Linked DNA regions of Mus musculus: region 1 is linked to region 2. Evidence: chromatin contacts called from public HiChIP or PLAC-seq data. All regions are on one chromosome and are shown on one strand. The core of a region is the stretch at or near the end of the contact, and the rest is flanking DNA. Distances in the headings are between cores, read along the strand shown.

Region 1 (6,934 bases), core at 4,428-6,927, 63 kb after region 2:
CCTTTTCTACCTGACCTAGTAGCAGTAGATTTTGGTTTGTGCTCCAGGGGACATGTATTTGGCAAGGCATTTCTTGGTGTCTACTTCCCTGTCAGGTAGGAGCAAGGCAGATGAGGCACAGAAAGTGAAGGCACACTTACTGTCTACAGAACTACCTGGCATCACAGAAACACATTGCATGCATGCTTTTCCATTTGATCTGTGCTGTGTGGGAGTACCGTTACTTAGGCTTACCAGAGTAACCCATCCCCAGCATTTGTACATTCCATAATGGCAAATCTGTGCACCTGATGGCATTTGTCAGCTCAAAGCACAGTCCTGTGCAGAGTTGTTCAATGTGTGTATTCCTAGCTGAGCTAGAGAAAAGCAATGGCTTGCTTTGTTTCAGCTCTTGCCTGTAAATGAGATTCTTTTTGCATCTACTTACTGCAGGGCCTCCTATTTTGTGTTTTCATTGGTGGTTTCCTTTTTTTTTTTTTTAAATGACCCTAATTGTAATCCTAAAGTGTCGGGTAGTAGTGTTCCTAAGTATAAGATGGCTGTATGTGCAGAGCACAAGTCACTCAAAAAACAAGAAAGACCTGGGACACATCCAGGCTCAGTCTATAGAAGGGTGTGGTGTCCAGTTCCAAACCCATGCCTCCCGGAGTCTGCTGTTTTCTGCTGTGTTTTACCATGCTCCCTTTCAGTAGAGTTCAGTCTCTGTCCTTCCTCCTTCCAGGCTATCCTGGCATTCCTAGAACTCATGGCACCACTGAGAAATGACCAAGTATAAAACAAGAGTGAGATGAAAATATTCTACATAAAAGCTGAGACAGCAATATGTAGCACCCTTGTCTTGCCTTTCTCTTACACTGTCTGGCATTGCCAGTTTAGCTTAGCTGCCTTTCCAGTAGAGCACACATGGAGTTTTATAATCTCCTCAGTACAAGACTCAGGGCAACCACATTACATTGATCAGAATTGGCCCTCCAAGATGAAATGTTCACTCTTCCCTGTGTGACAATCTATGACTGTATAAGATAAGCATATACTTGGGGTTGAAGTTGTGAAGCAAAAGTATAAATCTGTTTCAAAACCTAGACCTCATAATATCTCAGAGCAATCCAGCTGACTCAGTTTGGAAGGGTCTCATGGCCACTGCATAAGACTTGGCTCCTGTGAGAGTACAGTGGGGACATCTTTCTTATTGATCTCTGAATCACTAGTCCAGCATACAGTTGGTGTACATGCTTGTCAAATGAATGCCCAGAGTGATACCTTGGTAGCCATACTTTTCCTTGCTGTTATCAAATACCTGGGATAATATTGGTTCATGGTGTCAGAGGTTACTGCCTATAGTCACCTAGTTCCTGTGATGAGATAGAACATCATACTGGAAGAGTTTGATGGAATAGAGCTGTTAGAAAACAGAGAGAACAGAGGAAGAGGCTAGGGACAACATGTATCCTAAGCATATGACTCCAGTGACCTACTTGTCTAACTAGTACCCGCCTTCAAAAGTACCACTTCTCAGTAACGCCATCACCAATGGACTGATTCACTGATTAAGTCAGAGTCCACGTGCTCCATCAATCTCTCAGTGATTGAATACACCAGCTGGAGACCAAGTCTTCCAATACTGAAGACTTTGGTGGTGGGTGGGGTACTTCAGAGTTAAACTACAACAGTGTCTTTCTTCCCCAGGGGAAAAACACTGGTGTAGGCTGATGACAGAATGGGAACTTTGGGGCACATGGCAGGACCGACAGGATTGGGGGAAAAACTCTTTAGAGCAGCAGCCAAGGGACTGAAAGGAAACTGAACGGGGCAATTATTCCATCCTCTGTCTCTGCCTCTGTTCATTTTATCCTCTCCTGCGACTTTCCTTTACCTCTTCTGGTAAGATGGACCTGGGTACCCCATGCAAGAGTTGGGTGGAGGAATAAGAAAAGAGGAAGCAGGAGGCAGGATGCTTGGGATGTAACACCATCTTGGTAACTGAGCTGCATACTTGCTAGGCACACTGTACTGTGCATGGCAAATAGGGCTCTGAATTCTTATCCCCTAATCTTCCTAGCCTAGGCCCTCTATGACATCTCATTCCCCTTCCCCCGTTCTGTTAGTTGCTAAGTGAGGCCGGTACCTTAACGGACAAACATGGTATGTCCTTTCCTTAGGACAGAAGTAAGCGTGTCTAGTGACTCTTGTGTAAACCATTTTAATCTTTTCAACACATGCTGTACTCCATTTCCATGAGCTAAGTATGCCCAAAATACATCTACTACTGCTACTGTTCCTTCTTAAATTAGGACTTGGAACTGAGCATGCTCAGGAATAGACCAGCACCTATAAAAATACATATAGGTTCCTTGAATGAAATCCACACGGTGCTTCTGCTCCAGGAGACCACTGCTTTATAAATAACTCTCATGCTCTTTTTGCTGGCTGTAAAAATGAATCCTTTTCATTTGGGGACATGTTTGTCTTGGATCTTGCCCTTGCCAAGATGTAAGTCCACCGTGTTGCACTTCCCCCTATCACAGCAAATGAGACCTGAGAGGAAACAGGGATGAAGAGAAGGATGAGAAACCAGGAAGAAATGGATACATAGGACTGGGAGCCCAAGAAGGGACTGTCTCTCAGGGGGCAATTTTAGCGGGAAGTTAGGACTGGGAAAATATTATCGATTCCTGAATTGTCCAGATTTCAGCCCTGTTTGAGGGGCACTCTGAGATCTGGAGGCCCCTGGGAACTAGAATTAGTATAGTATAGCTGAGACAGTGGGTTGTGTGGTGAACAAAGTATACAGGCCTTGGAGAAAGACTGATCTAGGTTACTGCTTGTTAGCTGTATTATGAGGGATGAGCTTTTTAATTCTTGTGGACTTTAAGGTTTTTATATATGAGATAAAAAAGATTTACTTTATGGGATCATGGCGAGTAAAAGAAAGGCAGTCTATATACTGTGTGTATGTTATGTGTGAAGTGTGATTATAAAACTCAGAGGGTAATTTTGTGCATACTAGGAACAGTATTTGTCTGGTATTTTCTTTTTGGCTCCAAGAAAGTAAGCAAAGCACACGGAGTTTCCAGGTATCTATAAGGAAGATAGGTACTCGCATGTATGTTAGAGTCCTATCTTCTATACCAGAGGCACCCTGATTGCGTGTCAGGAAGTCTTGCAGTCTTCCCCATCAGGGACTAAACTTGAGGAGTGGGAGCTTCTGTTAGTTTCCAAGAACACAGAGGGACTGGCTAGGAAAATTCCAAAAGGCTTATTTGGGAGTTTGTCCACATTTCCTACTGCCCTACCTGTGCAGGCCTGGAGAGTAAAGAGTGATCGTCTCCAGCTGAACCGAGAAATGAGAACAGATCAGAGAGACGGCATGGAGCCACTTTCAGCATTGGAATGTTTGCCTTCACCTCCCCAGCTTCTCTGACACGGAATTCCACAGCCTGACTTCCTGGGCACTGCCCTCATAGATACACATGCTGTCTTGCATAGGAAGTCAATGACTGACCACCGTCCATTGCATTAGCTTCCTATTGCTGCCATAACAAATTATCATGAACTTGATTCTTCAGCCACACAATTTTTTCATCATTTTACTCTTCTATAGGCTGGCAGATCAGAGCTGTTACACAGGTTAACATCCAGTTGGTTGTCCACAGGGCCCAACTCCTTCCTAGAGGCTCTGGAGAAAACAAACTCTTCCTTACTTTTTCTGTCCTCTAGAGGCCACCTACTGCTTCTGTCTTTTAGGTCCCTTCCATCTTCAAAGTCAGTAGTGACAGGTTGAGTCCTGATATGGAGTCATTCCAGTCTCCACCTTTTCCATTTCCATGATCACATTGCTTTCTCTGTTATGGTTTAAATATGACACTTACAAAATCATGTTGAGACTATAAACACATAAAAGATATGATTTGTAATACCCAGGAAAATATAATTTTAGCAAGAAAGATAATAACATTTCTTTCAAATAATATAGTTTTATTACTACACGTATCAAATGTGATTGGCAATGTATTTCTTTCACAGACTTTACGAAAATGAATTACATAACTATTCTTTATCATTTAATATAAAAGATTCTGAATATTTGCAATTTTCCAATAGTAGAACCTGATTTCAAGATGCAACACATTAGAATTCAACTTTGTACCACTTCTGATTTCAACACTAGACTTACAATTTTAAAAATTACACATCATATTTTTATAAAGCCCTGAGCTATCCTTTCTCTGGATTTTTTTTTTTTTTTGGCAATTAAGATATAAACTAAATCATTTGGTCTATTTTATTTCTTACTACAATTATGCATATGTTAAGAAAACATGATCATGGTGCTATTACTATAAACAATTATCATGGATAAAAGAAAAACAGGCTGTATTCATTCACTTTCTTTGGTTAAAATCTACCATGTCAAAACAGAGTGTCGTAATGGTGACATTAGATCATTAGACCGGAATCTAACCATCAGCTCCACGACTGGAGTGTTCTGTCCTAGTTTCCCGCAGTCAATCAGTTCTTTCAAAGTCTTGCTTTTTACCGGATGCTCATTAGGGCCTTTGTAAGCACAATGGTTATAGAACAAAAGAGATTGTGAACTGTATCTCACTCAGTGAGTGAGTAACACAGGAGTCATTAGAGTAGAAATGAGACTCTCTAAACAGTCATCTGAACCACAGACAGAATGTCATCAGAGAGGAAGTCAAGAGTTCTGCTGGAAATGGAGCTGGTTGGGCCCTACATAGCAGTAGCTGTTGCAGAAAAGGAAGCCCTGACCGTGGTGGTGACGAGGTAGGAGGTGGTGCAGTGCTTTTGAGAATCATTGCTTCCAAAGATCCTACAGAGTCAGGCTGTCTTCTCAGAGTCTGCCTTGCTATGTGAATGCTTGGCTTAGAGAAAGCCAATGTGCTACTTGCAAAGCAAGCCAAGTCCCACATTTGATTCTGTAAAGGTGATAACAACTTGAAAAAATTTAAGCTGGCAGCGAATAGGTTGCTGTGCCTAAGGGAATCACTGTGCCAGCAAAGAGCAGAATAAAATCAAAGCCACATCTATTTTTTTTCCTGTTTTGTTTTATGAGATGGGGTGCCTTGCTATATTTCTCAGTCTACCCTCAAATTCCTGAGCTCAAACGATCTTTCTGTCTCGGGCTCTCAGTAGTTGAGACTATAGGAATAGGTTTTCATTCCTGATATGGCTGATACCTTTCATTCCTGCCTCCCCAAATTACCCATTGGTTAACGCTCAGAGAAGGGCATTTAGAATAACCATTATTGTGCTGGGGAGATGCCTCAATGGGTAAGAACCTTTGCTGTGAAATCATGAGGACCCGAGTGCAGATCTGCAGGACCTAGGTGAAAAAGCAGGACCTGGCAACATACTGTCATCCTAGTTCTAAGTGAGGGCTGAGCTAATAGCTTGAAGGGACAAGTTTCTGCATTTGTTACACCAGAAACAGTAAGACTAATGTCTGTCTGAGTCAGTTCAGGAGCCAGAAAGAGCCCCGGCTGCTTAGCTGGGAACTGCTCAAGAAGTAGTTTGCTCCTCCTTAATGGGATGGCTTTGCTACAAGAACCAGAAGAAAGTAAAGAAGGCATTCTTAGCTTGGGTCCAGGGGAAAGCCAGTCTGGCAGAAACTCTTCAGTTCCCTCAGCCAGGAAGCAGCAATCTACGTAAACAGGAAGTAGAAAAGGCTGGGGGAGAGGGTGGCGGTTAGCTGGCAAGAAACAAGAGCTGACAGCAGCTGGGTGTAAGTGCTTACATGCAAAAGAGTCAGATACAGGTCCAAGGCTTTGCATGTTAAACGCTCCGGTGCTGCCCTTTGGAGGCCTTGCCTCACAAAGGTGTTTGTGCAGTCTGTGTGGGGTTCCATCTGCAAAAGGGTGCATCTTTGAACACCTACGTTCCGCCAAATATCTGCTAAGTGGTTTAGATTTATTTAATTATCTTAGAATTCTATGAGCATGGGACTAGTTGAAGAGTTGAAAAAAGAAACGGACTCAGAAGGAGTAAGTTACTCTGTTCAAATTCAATGCACAGACTTTGGAAAACTGTCTTTTCTGAAAACTGTTAAACATGATCTACTGAAAGACGTGAGGCCAGTGATGTGCCTCTGGGTAAAGATCCATACAAACAAGCCTGGCATCCGAGTCTACCTGAGGGAAGAGGAGAACTGATTCCTGTAAGGAGTCCTCAGACAGAACTGTGCCCCACATGTGCCCCGCCCTGGCCCCAGTAAATAAGTACATGTACATAAAAGATTTTAAAGACAATGTATCCCCCCCATTTTCACCTGTGTGTGTGTGAGTGTGTGTGTGTGTGTGAGAGAGAGAGAGAGAGAGAGAGACGACTGACAGAAAGACAGAGACAGAGAGAGAGACACAAAGACACACACAGAGACAGAGAGAGGCAGAGACAGAGACAGAGACAGACAGACAGACAGACAGACAGACAGACAGACAGACAGACAGACACACACACACACACACACACACACACACAGAGAGAGAGAGAGAGAGAGAGAGAGAGAGAGAGAGAGAGAGAGAGACAGACAGACAGACCTGCTGGGAGTTTGGTACCTCAAGATGAAGCTGAGTATCTTCTCAGCCATCAGCTGTCAGAAACTCATTGGACTGGAAGAAGAACTTTATGGGTTTGTTTTTTGTTTTTGTTTTGTTTTTTTTAATGAGAAGTGAGTGGCCACAGATGTTGCTGCCAAGAGTATCTACTTCTAAGTCAGAGTTCAGTACAGAATAAGAGTATTTTAGAGTAACAAATAAATGATCACACCATGAAATAAAAAGATGTATTGAAGAGGAAGTTGATCAGGGAGGGAGAGAATAAAGGGTTGGAGGGCTCTAGTGAGGGTTGATGGGACCAAAGTGTATCATATGAACATTTTACAATGGTATTACTGTTTCAAAAAATTTTTAAAAAT
Region 2 (6,044 bases), core at 937-3,436:
AGGTGAGTTCCAGGAGAGCCAGTGCTGTTACACAGAGAAACCCTGACTCAAAAAATAAGACAAATAAAAAAAAAATGTTGTCTGGAGAGATGGCTCAGTAAGTAAAGTGCTGGCCACATAAGCACTGAGGATCTGAGTTCAATTTCTACACCCATGTAAAAGTCAGGCATAGCACACGCCTATAACCTTAGTGCGTTAAGGGGAGGCGGAAACAAGAGGATCGCTAGGACTTGCTGGCCGGCTAGTCTAGTTAAGTCAGCAAGCTTCAGGGTCAGTGAGAGATCCCTTGTCTAAAAAGCATGTGAAGGGAGCCACTGAGCATGCTCAGCAGGTAAAAGGCACTTGTTGCCACGCTTGACCACCTGAGTTCAATGCCTAAAACCCACATGGTAGGAGAGAGCTGACACCTACACTGGTGCTATGCATGTTTGTCTCCCCACTTCCCACTAATAAATAGTAAAGAATAAGACTGAGAACTGGAAACGGCTCAGTGGCTAACAGCACATAATGCGCTTGCAGAGAACCCACATCGAGTGGCTCCCAGTTCCAGGAGGAGCCTACACAGCTGGCCTTCCTGAGCATTACACACACGGGCACCTCCCCATATACACAATTAAAAATAAATCTTATAAAAATCCAAAGTCTAAAAAAAAACAAGTAAGGTGGAGTATGATTGAGGGAGGCACCTAAGGTTTACCCCTGGCCTCACATATAAATTCACTTTATACATACATGACTAGCACATTTTTGTGCACATACACACATAATAAATAAGAAACTTCCTCAGGTGAAAGGAGGTTGAGAGTAGAAACATTTTATGAAGTATTAACTTACATCATCAGAGAAGTTGAAAGTAAAAGGTGAATAGTGGCCTGCACCTGTAACCCTTGGAGGCTGAACTAAGACCTGACATAAGTTGGAGGCTGCCCTGGCCTATTAGTGAGTTCCAGGCTGACCTAGGGAAAGAGTAAGGCTTTATTTAAGAAGGAAAAAGGAAAACAAAAAGAAAAAAAAAGGACCGTGGCTCACAGAGCCTAGGAGAGTAAGAAGGAAGGAAGGCTGGGAGAGGCGGATTGGTCAATGGCTGCTGAGTACAAGATAAAAAAGTTCAGGTATGACACTGTATACTACAATTAATAACTATATACTGTATATATATTTTTAAAATCTCAAAAAAATAAAAAAATCTCTATGAAAGAATGTGAAATGTTTTCACTATGAAGAAAAGATGAATGTTTGAGATAATTATATTTGACAGGATTTAAATATCAGACCATATAGATATGTATTAAAAAACACCATATTAATTTGTCCATCTTTTACGTTTTTAATCTATCAATTAAAATAATTCCTATTTGAGTTAAGAAACTATTTACCCAGGTCATTTTTTAAGCTGATTTCCGAAGGGGGTTCTGAATCCATTGGCACGTTAATTAACGTATAGCACACGTTCTCGGCTGCCGTCATGGTTTCTGTTTATAATCAACCCAATACAAGATGAAAAGGACGAAAGGTGCCAGGAAAATCTACAAAAATGAATACAAACATCATTAGAAAAAAAAAAAAAAAAGGGAGACAAATTCCGCAAATCAGTCGTGATCTTCTAAACTGCCTGAAGTTCTTCGCGTGTGACTTCGGACGACCTGTAGAGCTCTCCCCACCTTCTCCTTCCGTGAACTCTAGTGACAATCACTCAGTCCCCGTACCCGTCCACTCCCCGACCCAGGGTGTGCAAAGCTGTGGAGTCGAGGTCCACACCACAGTGACAACCCGGAGCACCACGTCACGGGGCCGTGATTGCCAACCTAACACAGTCGGATCTGCTCCAGGAGGGCGGCCCGCGAGCGAAGACGCTGCAGAACCTTGGGACTCCTCGGCTGTGGCGGGTCCCCCGTGGGAATCCCGGCCGCCCCTCACCGGCCTCTGTCTATGCAGGGTCAGGCCTCAGGCGGCGCAGACCCCTGTCCCACCGCCCAGGGGACCGCGGCCCAGCTCCCCGCCCCCACCGCCCGTCGCCGCGGCCTAGTCAAGCGCCCGGCATCTCCCCATCCGGTGGCTCGCTGACCCCGCGCGACCGCCGCAACCCCGCGGCTCGGGGGCCCAGGTCGCTACCTGGCTCCGAGGGGCGGAGGCCGGGAGGGAACCGTGGGACCGCCGACTACCGGTCCGGACAGCCGCTGCCGCGACGGCTCCACCAAGTCCTTGGCTGACGTGGAAGGGGGCGGGGAGACCAGCAAGGATGCAGCTACAGAGCCTGTACGGAGACCCAGAAAGGACAAGCCTCTTCCGCCCTGAGCTGCGCCCTGGAAGTGTGTTGTCTTCTTCCTCTCTCAGAGTTGGTTTCTGCAGCAGTGTAAACAAGTATTTTAGTTTTCCCAGCGAGTTGGGAGCTGACTTAAGCGCTGTGGTCAGTTAGCAGTTCCTTAGGAATTGTCTTCCCAGGAACTAAACTGTACAAAAGAGAAACAGAAAAGTCCTGCAGACTTTCTTCTTCCTTTCACTTATAAACTGGAAACAACCAATTCTTAGGCAGATGATTTCAGAGACCTTAATAAGATGACTAGGTTATATGAAAATACACTTGAGGGCTTAACACCTCTGGTGACCTGAATCTGACTTTATTCAGTTAACTGGAGTTATTGGAGTATCAGAAGTTGTCTGACAACTATCATTTCTACTCTTTATTTAAGAATGGTCTCGGCCAGTCAGTGGTGGCACATGCCTTTAATCCCAGCACTTAGGAGGCAGAGGCAGGCAGATTTCTGAGATGGAGGCCAGCCTGGTCTACGAGTGAGTTCCAAGACAGCCAGGGCTAAAACCAGAAAACAAAATAACAACAGAAGAACAAACAAAAAAAAGAATGGCCTCTTGCTATTCTTTCAAAGCATCCAATACATTAAAAAATTTAAGTATGATTGCCAGACTGGTCTTGAAAGGTGATCTTCAGTTTCTGAGGAGTTGGGATTACAACATGGATACACATACTGTGTATACAAAACCTGCTAACCTCACTTGCAGGATACAGAATACAAACTGTTTTCTCATTTACCTGGAATGCAGCTATTCTAACAATTCTCTTTTCTGGAAACATTGGGTTTAAAAAACAAATCCCCACCACTCAAAATATACCAGAGGCTACATATTTCCAGCACAGAGAACAGCTACCTCTCGGAATTTTGATTTTAGTCTTACTGCCCAGGCTGGCCAACTCCCAATCTACTCCTCTCCTGCCTTAGCCTCCCAAGTGCTGGGATTACAAACAAGCGCTATCATTTCTACTCTTTATTTAAGAATGGTCTCGGCCGGGCTGGTGAGATGGCTCAGTGGGTAAGAGCACCCGACTGCTCTTCCAAAGGTCCAGAGTTCAAATCCCAGCAACCACATGGTGGCTCACAACCATCCGTAATGAGATCTGACTCCCTCTTCTGGAGTGTGTGAAGACAGCTACAGTGTATTTACATAAAATAATAAATAAATCTTTAAAAAAAAAAAAAAAGAATGGTCTCGGCCAGTCAGCGGTGGTACAACATGCCTTTAATCCCAGCACTTAGGAGGGAGAGGCAGGCAGATTTCTGAGATGGAGGCCAGCCTGGTCTACAGAGTGAGTTCCAGGACAGCCAGGGCTAAAACCAGAAAACAAAATAACAACAAAAGAACAAACAAAAAAAAAAGAATGGCCTCTTGCTATTCTTTCAAAGCATCCAATACATTAAAAAATTACAAACAAGCGCTATCACGTCTGGCTTATGCTTAAAAGATGTTTTTAATCTAGGTAATTGTAAGACAACATGATTCTAACAGCCCTCTACTCTTCACCCAGTTCCTCTGTCTCGGGAAGTCTTGCAGGAAACTGACATGTCTCCTCACTGAGACTTCACCAGTTTATAGAATCTCACTTATGTACTTGCTTCTAAACAATATGTTTAGTTCAGTATGATGATCAACAGTCAGATAAAGAACTGTTCCACCAGAGATCGCTCCTACTGCCCACCAGCTGTCACAGCCAGGTGCCCACTTTAACCCGGGCAACTATCTATCCATCCTGACATTTAAATGGAATCATACAACAGAATTGTTGAGATTAGCTTTCTTTATTCAGCACAATTCTCTGAGAATGAGATGCATTCAAGCATGTTTCTTTTGTGTACTCAGCTTTTTTCACATGGAATCATCACAAACGCAGTTACTAGTTCTCCAAGATCACTTGACTTACTGAGAGGTGATAGAAAGAAATTACACCAAACAAGGTGTAGAGATTAGGTTTAGCAACAAGGAAGCTCAGCAGTTTAGGGCCACAGTGTTGTGGTCCTTACGTTAAACTTCCAGGTTCTTCATGACTGAGTCACTTACAGCTAGCATTTTAGGCCTGCACCTGAACATGCCACTGGCAACATGAATGGTTTTGCACTTTAAAGCATGGAGCTTAACTGATATCAAATTCTTCTGTTGCTTTGCCAATTCTTATAATTTTTAATAAGACTTTTTACACTTTTTAACTATATTATTTCAAATACTTTCCAAATCACAAATTACTTAAATGTAAAAAACTCTGTATATCAAGGATTATAAAAGTGTACAAGCTGAGGACTAAAGAGACTTGCTCCAATGGCTTAATGGTCAAACACTAAGAGCTTAGAGCATGAGTTCTGACGTCTAGTTTTCTTTTTCATTGTGCCAGCTCATAGATTTACATGTGAAGATGCTTAGATTCCAGATGATATCTTTGTTACAGGACTCGGGGAATCTTACTGTTCAGTTGTCCAGCAGACTAAATGGAGTAACTGAGTACAACAGACTAAACAGAAAGAGGATCACATCCAACTCTGTAAAGTCCTTTAAGCGAAAAACTTTTGTATGAGGTCCACATACTTGAACATATTAGTAGGTGGCCAGACCTTGGGCACTCTGCTCCATCGTCCTGACTTACTCGCTTGAGAAGGGGTCTCACTGAAACTGGACTTAGACCAGCAGCCGGTCAGCAGCAGCAAACCTTTATCCTGTAGCGCTAGAGTTCCTGGTTTAATTGCACAGTGATTGCCTTTTTTCTTCCTCCTGACTTTTGAGACAAGGTTTCTTTGTGTCAGTCAGCCTGGCTGGCCTCACACTAGAGACCCACTTGCCTCTCTCTGCCTTCCAAGTGCTGGGATTGAGGACGTGCGCCCCTACAAACAGGGTTAGCAAGGGGCTCTTACTGAAGTCATTTTTTTCCTAGTTCCAAAGTGGATTGAAATTTTAAAATCAGTGTCTTAAGACTAAAACCACATACATACTGGGTGAGAAAAAAAAAAAAAAAAACCAACAACCAACCCTACTAAAACTGTCCTTAGAACCAAGTTCACTCATTTTTTAATCCTTTGAGTTCTAGCTTGTACTTAGGAAACAGATAAAAAAGCACACAATTTTTATCTTTTAACAACAAAGAGAGAAAGGCATAGAAGAAGAGGTACAGGATACAAGTTATTAACTTTAGCCTCCCTCCCTACACAACACACTGTAAGTCCAGCAAATTAGGAAGTTTTAGTGTTTTGCATGTGTTTGATGCAACTCCACACACAGCCACATGGTACTGTCGCCTGTTCTAAGCTTTATAGACAGTGTTCTGAGGTTATTTCCAGTACATACTGACATCACAAATACTAATGATCAGAGACTGTTAATAAAGCAAACAGGGTTTTGCCTTTCATTCATTTTTCCCTTCAAGAAGTTATAAAAGGGTCTTAGCAATTGAGACTTTTTGAAAAATATTTTAAAGATCGTGAATTTTGAGCTTATAATGTGTCACAAATTCTTTTAACTATAGTATTTCTACAAAAGGGCTTCTTTTTTTAAAATATACTTTTTATTAGGTATTTATTTCATTTATATTTCCAATGCTATCCCAAAAGTCCTCCACACCCTCCCCCACCCACTCCTCCACCCACCAACACCCACTTCTTGGCCCTGGCGTTCCCCTCTACTGAGGCATATAAAGTTTGCACGACCAATGGGCCTCTCTTTCCACTGATGGCCGACTAGGCTATCTTTTGATACATATGCAGCTAGAG

Evidence for each region. HiChIP or PLAC-seq counts read pairs in DNA pulled down with a chosen protein or histone mark.
Region 1: a contact with region 2 is called in an H3K4me3 HiChIP or PLAC-seq map of the SCID.adh cell line, with 12 read pairs. The contact joins the enhancer-like site here to the promoter of Copb1 in region 2. A contact is called at or near these places in 1 of 484 Hi-C or Micro-C datasets (CD4 T cells), 2 of 115 datasets of contacts at active chromatin or transcription factors (the SCID.adh cell line and effector CD8 T cells) and 3 of 9 other capture datasets (adipose tissue, liver and pancreatic islet).

What each region holds. Positions count from the first base shown.
Region 1 is chr7:114,311,899-114,318,832 of GRCm38.p6, forward strand. 4933406I18Rik (RIKEN cDNA 4933406I18 gene) reads right to left here. Exons shown (of 4, transcript NR_029437.1): 4 at 3,581-3,884. Among named protein-coding and RNA genes, the nearest start is that of Psma1, 39 kb to the left of the region's middle. Within about 2 kb of position 5,678, at least 192 of the 459 cell types and tissues checked have an H3K27ac peak or open chromatin away from gene starts, as enhancers often do. A contact at or near this core is called in the SCID.adh cell line, adipose tissue, effector CD8 T cells and 2 more, where this site is marked.
Region 2 is chr7:114,252,494-114,258,537 of GRCm38.p6, forward strand. Copb1 (coatomer protein complex, subunit beta 1) reads right to left here and starts at 2,187. Exons shown (of 22, transcript NM_033370.3): 1 at 2,113-2,187; 2 at 1,377-1,526. The coding sequence starts at 1,467.